Regions from separate parts of the Rattus norvegicus genome. Here region 2 is linked to region 1. A link is a contact called in public Hi-C data. All regions are on one chromosome and are shown on one strand. The core of a region is the stretch at or near the end of the contact, and the rest is flanking DNA. Distances in the headings are between cores, read along the strand shown. Region 1 holds the start of Ube2d3 (ubiquitin-conjugating enzyme E2D 3). Region 2 holds the start of Nfkb1 (nuclear factor kappa B subunit 1).

Region 1 (6,456 bases), core at 1,320-3,819:
AACTTATACCCATTTATCACTAAAGCTCAGTTGCATTTTAATAAAAATAGTAATGGCTTGTTAACACTTGTTTAGGGGGAACCAGAAGAATAAATTCTAAACAGGGAACAATACAAAAAAACCTCATGACAATACTGCCTTAAGAAGAAAAGGATCCTCCTTCTGTACTTTCACAAACTATTCCTGCATCTGGGTGCCATTTTTTAAGTTGCTTCATGGTTCTGACAGTATCTGAAGGAAAAACCATGATATGCTGGAATACCCTACAGGTAGAAGCATCAGCCATTTGGCATATAAACAGTTTTCGAATATAAAAAATTTACCTCTTAATATCCATACATAATTCTTTAAACTTGCAAAAATATGTTTTCTCTTGCCATCCCAGTAGCTAGAAAAATTCCTAGTACAGATTAGGCAAATTGATAAACTTGCTTAGAGTCTGATTCTATCTCATGTTTTTTACTACAAATGTTTACACTTAACCATTACTGCCTCGCTAGAGCTTTTAAGTCATTAAAATGTTGCCAAAACAGCTGAGTATCACCTGTAAAAAGAAAAAAAATCAGTAAGACCTCCCTTTAAAATGTTCGTTTTACACTATGGATCTGAAATTTGATTAACACTGAATGATATAGTTTCTGTATTAATTATGCTATAAAGCACAATAATGCATCTCTAATGTGAGGTTCACCCTCAAAATTGTCACACTAAGTGGTAATTTTAATGTTATCTATTATCTATTTGAAGTCTTGAATTCTAAGGTTTTCTTTCTCTTTCCATTATCATCAAGAATACAAACAGTTCAGTTAAGTGTTTTGCATAAAACCACAAAGATTACCAGGATGTCCTAAGAATTCAAGATTCAACAACAATATATTCAGGTAAGAATTAACTTTTCAGAAACTACAGCTTTTTCCAATCAAGCTGATCAAGATATATATATGTATATATATATATATATACACACACGCACACATATATATATATAATATAAAATAACTACAAATACAGTAGTATTAGACCTATAGTCAATCCAAGTCCTCGCCTTTCCACAGAACTCTTTAAAAACTGTGCTAAGTCAAAGTTTCTAATACCGAACCTTCCCATTTTGTCTTTTCTATTAGGACTGAGTTTACTCCACATTTTTTTTCAAGTTGGCTGTAAATACTCCACCCTCTCGATTGTGAAAGAACCAAATACAAAATACACACACACACACACACACACACACACACACACACACACACACACACAGAAACTTAGTCTGAGAGTTTGAATTTAGGTTTAGTCTTGGGAGCAGAGGCTCTGAGAGCTCCCTACAACCGGATTAAAAAAACTAACGCTTAACAGAGACCATTATCTTATAGTTAGAAAAGGAGATGCCGGGAAGAGCCTGAGCCAGTTAAAGCAGCCGCCATCTTAAAATGCGGGATAGAAGTTAGAGCAAGAAAACGAGACAAAAACCACCAGAGAAGTGGCTCCACTTACACTGTATTTCTGGAAAAATCGTAGCTCTTTCCAAATTAAAGCAACGACTTATCAAATTCTAGTGAATTGCTCAAACAAGCCTCCTTAAGGAAGGGGGTTCTAAGCAAAGCAGTCCTCCATCCAGTTTCCCTGCACTGTCAAACACCCCCAACCCCGGAATCTTTCAGAAGGCTTTTACATATAGGTTCCTGGTGCCTCAGATACATAGCTTTGGGTGAAAGCAGCGACCACACAACACAGGAAGTGGCAACAGTGTCGGTCCACCTCCTCCCAACCCCACATACTCTTGTGTAACTGCCCAGATTTGGTTAAGCTTCTGAACAGACTTCGTCACCGCATTTTAGCAAACTGAGGTATGTTTGTCATACCCCGACTCTCAGTCAAGTTTGGAACAAAACGTCTTTCAACTGTTACATTCCTTTCTTTAGAATGCCTATAGCCTTAATAGCTAAAATGTTTTGAAGAACCTAGAATAGGAAGCAGTGCCATGGCATCTGCCGAGGCCTGTACATAATTCTACTCCCCAAACCTGACTCTTAGGCAAAAAACTGAGGAGACTAAATAAATGCCACGCTCCCTCACCCATACTAGCAGATTCTAGTGAAACAAACATTTCGCTTGCCAAAACCATTCCGTTCCCTATCTTACAGCTCATTTCAAAGTGCCCCTGCCTTCTCTTACCCCATGTAAGGTATTTTCAGAATCCAACTCTCCAGGCTTTTCTCTGGGCACCAAGCCTTTCTTCCCGCGACCCCATCCGCAACATTTAGTCCCAACAACTTACCTTATTAATCCGTTTCAGCGCCATAGTCTGTGCTTTTCGCCGGGCTTCTCACTATCCCGATGTGTACTCAAAGGTCCGGCCAAAACTCTTGATTATCCCGGCGGCGGGGAAGGATTCTCTCTTCTTCTCACACCGGCTCTGCCAGACACAGGCGCCTTTTGCAAAAACGGAGCAGATCAGCCACTCGCCAAGGCCTCAGAGGAACCCTGCTGATTCCAGAACCCTGAAAACCGTCGCGATCCGGGCAGGGTGGGGTGGCAGAGCCACCAGCTACTTATATCCGCGCTTCGCCCAGAGAGGGCGAGGGTGACGGGAAGAGCCGAGAGGTGGTTACAAGTTTAACTTCCCGGCCTCTTGAAAGGAAGAGCCCCGGGTGGGAGAGGAAGAGGCGGAGGAGAAAGGGGTGGGTGCGGGGCAGGGTCCAGAGCCCGGCAGAGGAGGAGCCCGGGCCTAGTCGGCGCTAGGCCGGCGTCACTAGGGCAAAGAAAGGCAAGGGGGAGGGGAGCGGGAGGCTCCGGACCGACGCCGGGCTTCTTTCGGTTTCTGCTTCGAGGGTCGGCGAGCCAGCAGAAGGCAATTAGACTCGCGTGTGCTGTTGTCCCCACAGCTAGAGCTGTTCTGGGTCGCCCCTGACACCACCGTACTCTCCGCCTCACGGCGCGCTCCTGCGTGCGCGCGCCCAGCCACCTCTCCACGCGCCCGGCGGCCGCGGAGCTCCGGCGCGAGGACGCGCCCATGCCCCCTCCCCCTTCAGCCGGGCCCGGGCTCCGCCGGCCTTCCCATCCTACCCCACCCAGCCCCGAGGGCTGCCCACTCGGGCCGCCCACAGCCCGGGGCGCCGCGCCGGCCCCGGCCCGTCTCCCTCCCCTTTCCCGAGCTGTCCACACCCACGCGTACAGAGGGCCGGGGCCTCCCTCGAGCTGCGGCCTCGGCCTCCTCCCCGCGCGGCAGCTGGTGCCTCCCCGGCCCTACGGGGCTCACGCGCACGGCACAGCCACAAGATGTCCGCTCTGACGGAACTACTGCCAGCTGCCACGCTCCGCCCCTCCCCCTCTCCCCCCGCCTATTCACCGCCGCGTATCCGTCCGCCAACGCCGCCGTCGCGAGCGCAGGGCGAGCTGAGGGTTGAAGGGGAGCGGTTTGCCTCCCTCGTCCAGGCCGAGTGGACGCGCCACCCTCTTGCCGTCTCCCTGTCCGAACAGCACCTTCTTACTAAACCGATCGGAGGTCGGACCGGGAGGGCGGGGGACGGAGGCGGGTCATGGGCTGAGGGGGAGGGTAGACGAGTGGCGGAAACCCTTAGACTCAGAGAAGCATCGAGAACCGGAAGGAGACCTTAGGAGGAAGGTAATGGAAGCGGCAGCTGCGCGGTTGAGGCCCCACGCCCCTCCCTACTGTGGCCCCCCGTTTCCTCACTTGGGATGGAGGCGGCGGATCTCGCGAGAACCTCGTGGCAGGCTCACCGGAGCTCCGGGTCTGCAATGACTTAAGGGCAGTTTTGTGCTCTCTTCCTGGCTTGGGGCCCGCCCCCAAATCCGCAAGTTATCGCGAGATGAGCCGACTAACCCCCACCCCCCCCCCGGCCTCTCACTGGGCGGGTCTTGCGCGGGAAGCACCGCCCCTAAATGCTTATGCTGGTGGGCGGGAGAGGAAATGGAATTCCCCAGGCTGGCCGGCGCGCGCTGACGCTGCCCTCCCTCGGGCGTCCAATCGGGAATGTGCTGTGGGAGGGGCCTCGGGGTGACTAGATGCCTTAGTCAAGGTGGAGCCGGCTCCTGGTTTCCGGCGGCCCAGGTGTTGGACATTTCTTCCCTTGCTCCTCCGAGAGGGCTGAACTGGGGGAGGAGGCTCCTCTCAAATTAGGAACGGTAATTTAAAACAGATCCAGGCTGAGTGCTGATAGCACCACCACGTGCGGATTTATGTGCGTTGTTAACCCTGAGGGACCAATCTGAGAGCAGAGGCCTGGAGGGTTCTGTGTTAGCATAACCTAAACAATGCAGCTTAATTGTGGTCGGATTGGTAGAGCCTTGCCCCCTCCCCCCGCCCTACTTGAGGCAAAGTTAGGCGTGAACAGCAAAGGGAATGCTCTAGAATCGTTTTTTCCTTCTGCCCTTTCAGTTTTGAGCCCCAAAGTAGCAAAATATCAGGGAATCTGGATTAAATCCAGTGGGTGAGATCTGTAAGTGTACCACTGCCCTGTTCTAATCTGCCATGCGTAAAATGTAGAGGGTCGTTTGTCATCGAGACTGCTCTTTGGGTAAAAAGTAAGACTTTTAACTTTTGAAAAGTATTCAAAAAGATCAACATGTTTAGAGTTTCCTAGCATCTGTAAATGACCCCTCTTAAAATGGAGATCCTTCAGGACTACATGGAAATACTTCGCATTTTGAGAACCTGTTGCAGGCAATAAATATTCTCCAACTAAAAGGCTAAAAAGTCAATATATAACCTAGGAGTGACGGTGTATACCATTATATGCCCAGGAGTGACGGTGTATACCATATGTAATGTCACTAGAGCGATTAATGGAATGCAGCTGCCTCGACTACTTCCCATAGGAATCACCTGGAGTTTCGTTTACAGTTCTGATTTTTATTTAGTAGGCCCGAGTAGAAGCCCGAGATTATACATTTAGAACAAGCACCCAAGCGATAGAGATTATTTCGTCAGAACCATTTTCTGAATTAGTAAAACGCTCAGTACTTACCTCATGCCCTATTGGACATCCCTGACACTTCCTCCTCCCTGAACAACCCATGGTTCTCTCCTGGCTAGCCAGTTGAAAGTAGAAGCAAAGAGTTAAGCGTGGCGGGTAGGAGAACCCCAGATGTGAGTTCTTGCTTACTGCTTTCTATTTATGGTACTGGTCTGGTTCAGCATATTATAGGTTTGTTTCTTCACCACCAAGTTAGATGTAATAATGCTGCTCTTTGTCATAGAGTTGCTGTTTTCAATGTCATAATGTGAAAGGATGCTGCAGGCTGTTACTGGTTTTATCAATGCCTGTTTTAAGATAGCATACAAATAATGGCTTTCCCTGTGATAGTGCCATGTGTATGTCACACTTTGTTCTTGTTACCCCCTACACACACTGCTGCTCCTCCTTGCTATCAGTAACAACTCAGATATTTAACTGTCCAATGTGAATGTGAAAAACTTTGAATAATTTATAGATTATAAAATAGATATTTATGAAAATTATGTACCAGGCACAACACGTTTTCTGTTTTACAAAGGAAAAAAATGGGATGTATTGCCAAGGGGACAGAGCTAGTAAGTGGGAGAAGTGGAATTTGAATGCAAGTATTTAACTTCAGAGTATTTACTGGATGGAATTTTATAGAAAAAGTTTTAAACTGACATCTGAATTAATTTGACTTCTTTTTCCCTTTGTTTTGTACTTTCAGAAGCCAGGGTGCACTGATTAGTAGGGAACATTGGAACCTAACAACCAGACACTCTCAACATACAGGGAGAACAATGAAGAAAACTTCAAAGAAACCAATTGTTGTTGCCCTAATCTAACAAAGAAGTACACTGAAACTTTACTGCTCTGCAATAAAGCACAGCAAACTGGGATGAATTTGTGGTCAGAATTCTTCTATCTAAAAGTATGTGGGCAGTCCAGTAAAGCAGTTGACCCTGTTCAAAATAATTTCATGTTATGAATACAACACACACACACACACACATACACAGACATATATTGAAATTCATACTCTAGAGGAAGACATTTGAAGTAATCACAGTTTTAAGGAAAAGCAAACATGGTATGAGTAATTTTTATAGACACTATGATTAGGACTAGGGATATAGCTCAATTGGTGCAGTGTCTAGCATGCATGAAGCCCAAGCAAGGTTCAATTCCTAGCACCTTCAAACGGTATGGTGGCAGCGTATCTATAATCCCAGTACTTGGAGTTGGAGAGGGTGGAGGTAGTGGAGTTTATCCTTGTATCTAGCTCAAGATCTACTTGAGCTATGTAAGACCCTAACTCAAGAAATAAAACACAGTAAGGTCTAGTGGGTTAATAAAGACCCAAGCTGTGCAGTGATGATGGAAGTGAATGTTGTTCTAGTATTACCAGAACTGTAATGTGGGGATAACAGACTTACACAGTGTGAAAAGTAGGCTTGGCCAATACTGCTGTGAATCTCCTACATCATTTGTTGAAGACACA
Region 2 (6,456 bases), core at 1,175-3,674, 260 kb before region 1:
AAACACCTGTACTACACAGACATCTGCACCCAAACACACACCTGCACCACAAAGACACCTGTACCACACAAACACCTGCACCACAGACACTTTCACTACACAGACACCTACACCCAGACACCCACACAGACACACAGACACCTGCACCCACACAGATACCTGCACCACACAGACACCTACACCCACACAGATACCTGTGCCACACAGATACATGTGCCATATGGACACCTACATCACACAGACACCTGCACCTACACAGACACCTGGGCCACACGGACACCTGCACTACACAGACACCTACACCCAAACAAACACTCACACCCAGACACCCACACAGACACTCACACAGACACCTGCACCCACACAAACAACTGTGCCACACAGACACCTGTGCTATAACAGGCACCTGCAATACTCAGACACCTGCAACACACAGACACATACCTACACACACACACACACACACACACACACACACACACACACACACACAGAGGGGAGGAGGAAGAGAGAGAATTTAAAATAAATATTTTAAATAAAAGAAAGGCAAGCGTCTTTGGACCCAGATTAGAGGAAGCACATAGAAGGGGTTGACATAATAATGAAGTACAGACTTTAATGCTGCAGTCAAGCCTAAGAGGCCAGGCATTTCCACGGCCACCAGAAGCAGGGACCGGGCAAAGGATTTCTGGGGAGCGTGGCCTTGACAGCCACACCTTCATGCCAGACCTCTAGCCTCAAGGACTCTAGCCTGACACTGTGGGTTCCGCTGCCACAGATAGGAGCCTCCTCTACCTGCCTCCCACACCAGCTTCTGCTTTCAGTTTACTCCATGGGATCATTTTGAGCTTCAAGTTTAACTGGATACTTCTCCCGATGAACAGCCTTCAACTTGCGTTCTCATAGTATATCCCACTGCCTCTACCTTTGTAACAATTTTATTATATGCCTTTGACAATGGGACTGCCACACCTGGCAGACTGCAGAGTTTTCCCGTCCCCACCTAGTCCACAGAGGAAAGACAAACAACTTACACGTCGTTGTTCCTCTAGAGCTTGCCGGTTTTGTATTCATGTCAGCAGGGGGAAAAATCATTTTATATACATTCTATATAACAGTGTGCTTAAATCATAGCAAGGACACAGTTTTCTCTTTTCCTCTCCTTCTCCCTCCCCCCCACCTCCCTCCCACACTGTTTGTGGTGTGGGGGTGGGGGGCAGAAGGTCTGTGTCTGTCACTTTAGTCACTGAACCTGGAGCTCAGAGGTTGGCTTTGTTGGCTAGCCAATGAGTTCCAGATCCAACTGTCCCTCTCACTGCTGAGGTTACAGGCGCCCCCATCTGCAACGACTTTTACATACAGAAAGGCTAAAGGTCCCAATAACCACTCTGTTGACTGATTTCCAAGGCCCCTAGGGCACAATTTCTATTGTCCCATAAATAATAACAAAGTGTTTCCATCCTTGTCTTCCATTTATAGGAAGCCTCTGAACTCTAGATGGCAAAAGGACCTCAGGAATCTAAATGAAACAGCTTTAAGGTTGATGATAGGGCACTTTAAGGTCACTTAAAGACGCTCAAATATCCAGTGTGTGTAGGTGGGAGTGGGGGGGCGTCGGAGGGGGGAATCTGTGTTCCTGGAAAGGTTTTTATAACCTCGTGGGTGGGAACGCAGAGGGTTAAGTAGCAAAATAAAACCGTGCTGACTACTTGATTGATCCCTGGCGTTTCAAAGTTGTATTTCCACTTGAACTCAGTAGTGAGACCCTGGACTCTAAAATATGTTTCAGGTCACAGCTCACTTGGGAGCTACCTCGCCCCAGGGTGTCATCCCTGGCCCATGGAGTCACTATGCCCAAAGAATAAGCTCAAATACTAGCAAATGGTCATCAGTGGGAGGCCTCTCCAGAAAAAATAACCTCCCTTGAGCCGGATAAGGATTTATGAGCTGTGAACCAACACCGCGGGTCCCACTGTCACTATAATTCCATCCACAGCGATGATCTCACAGGCCGGACAATTCGCTGTGGCTGGAATAATTGAGAGGATTGAAAGACTTCATCCAGACCCTATATAAGTTCATGATTCTCTGGAGAGACCTCAACTACGATCTCGAAGTTCCGGTTCGCTCTGTGAAGAGATCTGAGTGTATCCAAGACCCCCCAGAGGAGGGAACATGCAGATGAGATTGACTTTTGTGTCCAGCGCGTGGGGACCAGGCTGGTCTCCCGTGGCCTCCAGCTGTCCAGGCCTGCCCTTGGGCTGCGGGCGCCTCCCGGGGGCGTCGCGGTCGCCGCGGGGCTTGGGGTTCGGGGCGCCCGATCCGGGCGCGCGGGCTTCCCCCACCCCCGGCGGCGACCCCACCTCCCGCCCCCGCTGTGCGCGCGCGCGTGGGTCCGTCCGTCTGTCTGCTCTCTCGACGTCAGTGGGAATTTCCAGCCAGGAAGTGAGAGAGTGAGCGAGAGAGGACGAGAGAGAAGTACCGAGGCGAGCCGGGCAGGAAGAGGAGGTTTCGCCACCCGAGCAGCCCGGCTGCGCGCTGACGGCTTCCCGTGCCCTGCGCGCCCCCGGCCTGCCGCCGCCGCCGCCGCCGCCCTCGGCCTGCTCGCGGGCCGGCTCCAGCAGCGCAGGCCGGAGCTCAGGGCCCCGCCGCGCCCGGCCCGCCCCGCGCTTCTCCGCCCGCGCCGCAGCCATGGCGCGCCGCTGAGCCGCCGGCCGGCGCCAGGACCTTACTCGGGCTCCCGCCGGTCCACGCTGCCCCGCAGCGGGAGCCCGCAGGCGCGGAAAGGCCGCGCCTCACCTCCAGGGTAAGCCCCGGGGCGGGTAGGGGAACAGAGCGACCAGCTCTCCGCAGCGCCGGTGCAGCGGGTCCCACCGGCTTGGGACTCACGGGGGGAACCGCGGGGGAACCCGGGGCAGGAGTCGCGGGGCGCGCGGCCCCGGCTGCGGGGACAGAGCACATCCGCACTGGGCGGCCCGAGGCCTTGCGGGCCGGCTGGCGGGGCCCTCCGCGTCTCCGCGGGCGGGAACGGGAACCGGAGGGGAACTCTTGCAAAGTTTTAGAAAGATGTACCCGAGCCCCTGCCGCGGGTGTGGGGTGGGGTGGTGGCGGCCAGGCTGAGGTCCTCCACGGTAAAGGACAGATAGAAAGGTGTTTGGTGCAGTGCACAGCCAGATTTCGCCAAAGGGCGGTCGGTGAAATGAAAGCAGAAGTGCCTGTCAGTCCTCCGGGCAGGCAAAGCCCTTCCCAGCTCCTAAGAATCCCGCAGGAGAGCCTGGGGGCCGCTTACCAATCTGTGATAGACACCGCCACCCCCGATGCACACACATGATACATTCAGCTGCCAAATCTCAACATTGATTTTTCAAAATATAAGGAGGGCCTCACCCCGATTCTCCAGGCCTGGCATCTGAGACAGGAATTACCTACGAATAGCACCTTTTAGACTTTTGATTACTCTAGGATAATGGCACCATGTTATTGTGCCTGACCTCTGAAACAGAAAAAGATACGAATGACGCCTCTCCTACGTGTAAGCTTCCTTCGGTCTTCTGAGCCGGACACTGATCTTGGCTCTCTGTTTATTGGTCTAATTCTAAAGCTTAAATGGAACTAATGATGGAAGATTTCATCGTCTAAATTTAACCCATTTTTATGGACTTTGCAAAGTAAAGGTCGGCACTGCAGCTCTCTAAGTAGCCATGTTTAACTAAAATTTTTGGTTGTTTTAGGGCTCATAACTGAGAACTGCTCGTGGTGTTGAGTAACATTTCATAGCCGTGGCATCAAATGCTGGGTCTCAGAGTGGTGGTTAGTCCTAAAGATGGAGATGGCTTTCTAAAGGAATCTTCAGCGGAGTGTTCTTGGGTGGCAAAAAAAAATGCATTAACGCTCGTCAGACCTTGAAAAGGGAAACTTGATTAAAGTAAGGTCCTTACTGAAGTGGGTTTTTTTTTTCCCCTTGATTTTAATATTGTGCTTTCTAGAGATGGTGTCTCTTACTGTTTGATGCACGAAAAATTATGTAAATTATTTACAGCGAAGTCCTTTGCTTTGCATAAGAACTTGAGAAGCCTGGAATTAAAAGGGTTTGCTTCCTGTTGCATTTAACATTTATCGCCCCAACTGGATGACTAAAAGAGCACGCGTATTGATGGGAACGTGAACTCGGCAACTCTGGTCCATGCTGGTACATCTGGGAGTCTCTTGCTAGCTTAGAGAAAATGTCTCCTTGGCTTAAGCTACTGAATAAACTTGAACACAAAAGAAGGCTTCTCTGTACGCTGAATGCTGGCACTAAAATACTATACTTGCCGGGAAACACTAACCACTTCAAAACCAGAAGACTTTTAAAGAAAGTTGTTTAATCCTGTTAAAGGTTGGTGGCAACCTGATTATCTCTGTCACCTCTTATCTCCGTTCAGAAACTAAGTAGCATCTTGCATTCTACATAGGGCAATTACCTGAACTGTGTAGGTTGTGAATGTGCCTGTGTTTGAAAGCCAGTTAGTAAATACTGGAGTATACATACAGAAAACAGCCCTGCTTCCCCTTTGTAAGCACTGCTTTGATCTTTCTACTTCCTTTTTTACTTCTGCCCTTAAAACTAGCACAGCCAGGCTGACTGATATGCAGTGGGTTAAAGCTGGAGTGATTGGAAACGAACGGCGTCGGATTTAATGGTGCTGTTCCTTTTCATGGTCCTTCGGGTGAACTGAGGCTGAGTGGAGAAGCTAGTATTTCTGTGGGCTGTTTTCACTACTTGCAGACTTCCAGATAACCGATGAAGTAAGCCGCTTTGCTGACGTTCAGGGATTGCTCATTGCGGTAGAGAGGTCTAGATAAAGACTTGGCAACCACACGGACTGTGGATTATCATTCAATCGGCAAGCCATGGTTTTACCTAATTTATTTATGAGGTATTCCCCTGCTCCGAAGAGGGAAAGTTCTGGCTTCTAGGGAGAAGTGACCATTTATAACCCTTAATTAATTTGAGCATGGGCAAAGAAAATAATAGCTGGCATCTTCAAATAGCAGGCCCAAATAGTTGGTCCTGAGTTGCTGTGTGGATTCATGACATAGCCAAGTCGGGGATCAAACCCAGGACCTTGTGAGTGTTCTACTTCCATATACCTGTAGCCTTGCCATCAGGATTCTTGGGGAATGAATTCAAAATACCCTTTCTCCCCTTCACCTAGAGGAGTGTCCTGCTAGTGATCTTCATCTAGATGTTGTGTTCTGTACTGTGTTAGGAGTGTATCTGGAACATGCTAGTTGAATCAGAAGAGCAAATCCTGTGTCCTGCTCTTCTTGTGTGGCAGAGTGAGTAGAAATCCCCATTCAGGAGACTGGATGTGTATGAATGGCTATCTGTGCAAAAGTTCTCATGGATTTGTCCTCTGGAAGGAAGTTGTTTTGTTTGGATGGTGTACCAGCTTTCTGCTTACAACATGAATTATATAAGGTAGCATGGTTGTGTTAGAAGAAAAGGCCCAGGAGAAGGTCGGATAGAATTTTAGTGCTTGAAGACTCTCTCATGCCTGCATTTCTGTCCCACGAAGGCCGCTTGACAACCGGAGCACCTTTTTCTGCATCTGTGGTTGTGATTTGTGCTTTTGCACCTCCCATCTGTACTGAAACTGCTTGTCCTGTTAGAGGTGAGCAGGTACAGGAGTAGGAACCTACCTCTCCCAGCAGATGCCTTCAGCTGAGGCAGGGAGATGTGAGGCTTTTCGCTAAGTGCAGACACTCAGCCTCAGGGGAACGCTTGGGAGAAGGGCATCCTCTTGGAAGTCAGATCTGGTAGAGTTGATAGTTCTTATCGTTGCCTTAATGAGTATGCATTGTCTTGTTCCGAAGAAAGAAGGGAGGGGAGAGATGGAGAGATAGAGAAGACAAGAGGGAGGGAAGGACGAGGGAGAGAAGGAAGGAAGGGCATTCTTTTGCCCCCTATGGAATTGCTTTCCCCTTTTAGCTTCTGTATTGTCTGAGAGGATATTCCTGGACACCAGTTAATCCTTTCAAACGAGATCGGAAGATCAACAAATAGTTTAGAAAAGATAAGACTACTTCAAAGCCTGATGTAAGATAGGACTCGGTAAAGATTGTGAAGTCAAGAAGAGAGAATATAGAGAAGACATTTGTTGCGGTATTAATACTTAGTACTATATATTAATTTTTTTAAAATCTAATATTATGAAGCCATTACACTTTACATAGTAACTAACACAGATTTAATTATCACTAATGCGCGTTTGAGAGGCTTTAATTTGTTGTTTGTTTTAAAAACTGGAATAATGAGATATATATATATATATACATATATATATATATGTTTTAATTTTCTAGTACAAATTACCTTCTGGTGGTTTACGAAGTAAACTCTTGGGCCCCAAACTTCCTAACCAGCTTTTAGTCTGATCCCTAGTCCTCACAGATTTTAAAGTGTCTACAATC

What was found. Hi-C and Micro-C count contacts between places; a contact is called where the count stands out from the background.
Region 2: a contact with region 1 is called in a Hi-C map of liver, with 2.0 times the contacts expected there. The contact joins the promoter of Nfkb1 here to the promoter of Ube2d3 in region 1. A contact is called at or near these places in 1 of 12 Hi-C or Micro-C datasets (liver) and 1 of 1 datasets of contacts at active chromatin or transcription factors (oligodendrocytes).

Annotation. Positions count from the first base shown.
Region 1 is chr2:226,539,307-226,545,762 of GRCr8, reverse strand. It overlaps Ube2d3 (ubiquitin-conjugating enzyme E2D 3), which reads right to left and starts at 2,569. Exons shown (of 7, transcript NM_031237.1): 1 at 2,273-2,569. The coding sequence starts at 2,296.
Region 2 is chr2:226,801,430-226,807,885 of GRCr8, reverse strand. It overlaps Nfkb1 (nuclear factor kappa B subunit 1), which reads left to right and starts at 2,424. Exons shown (of 25, transcript NM_001415012.1): 1 at 2,424-2,806.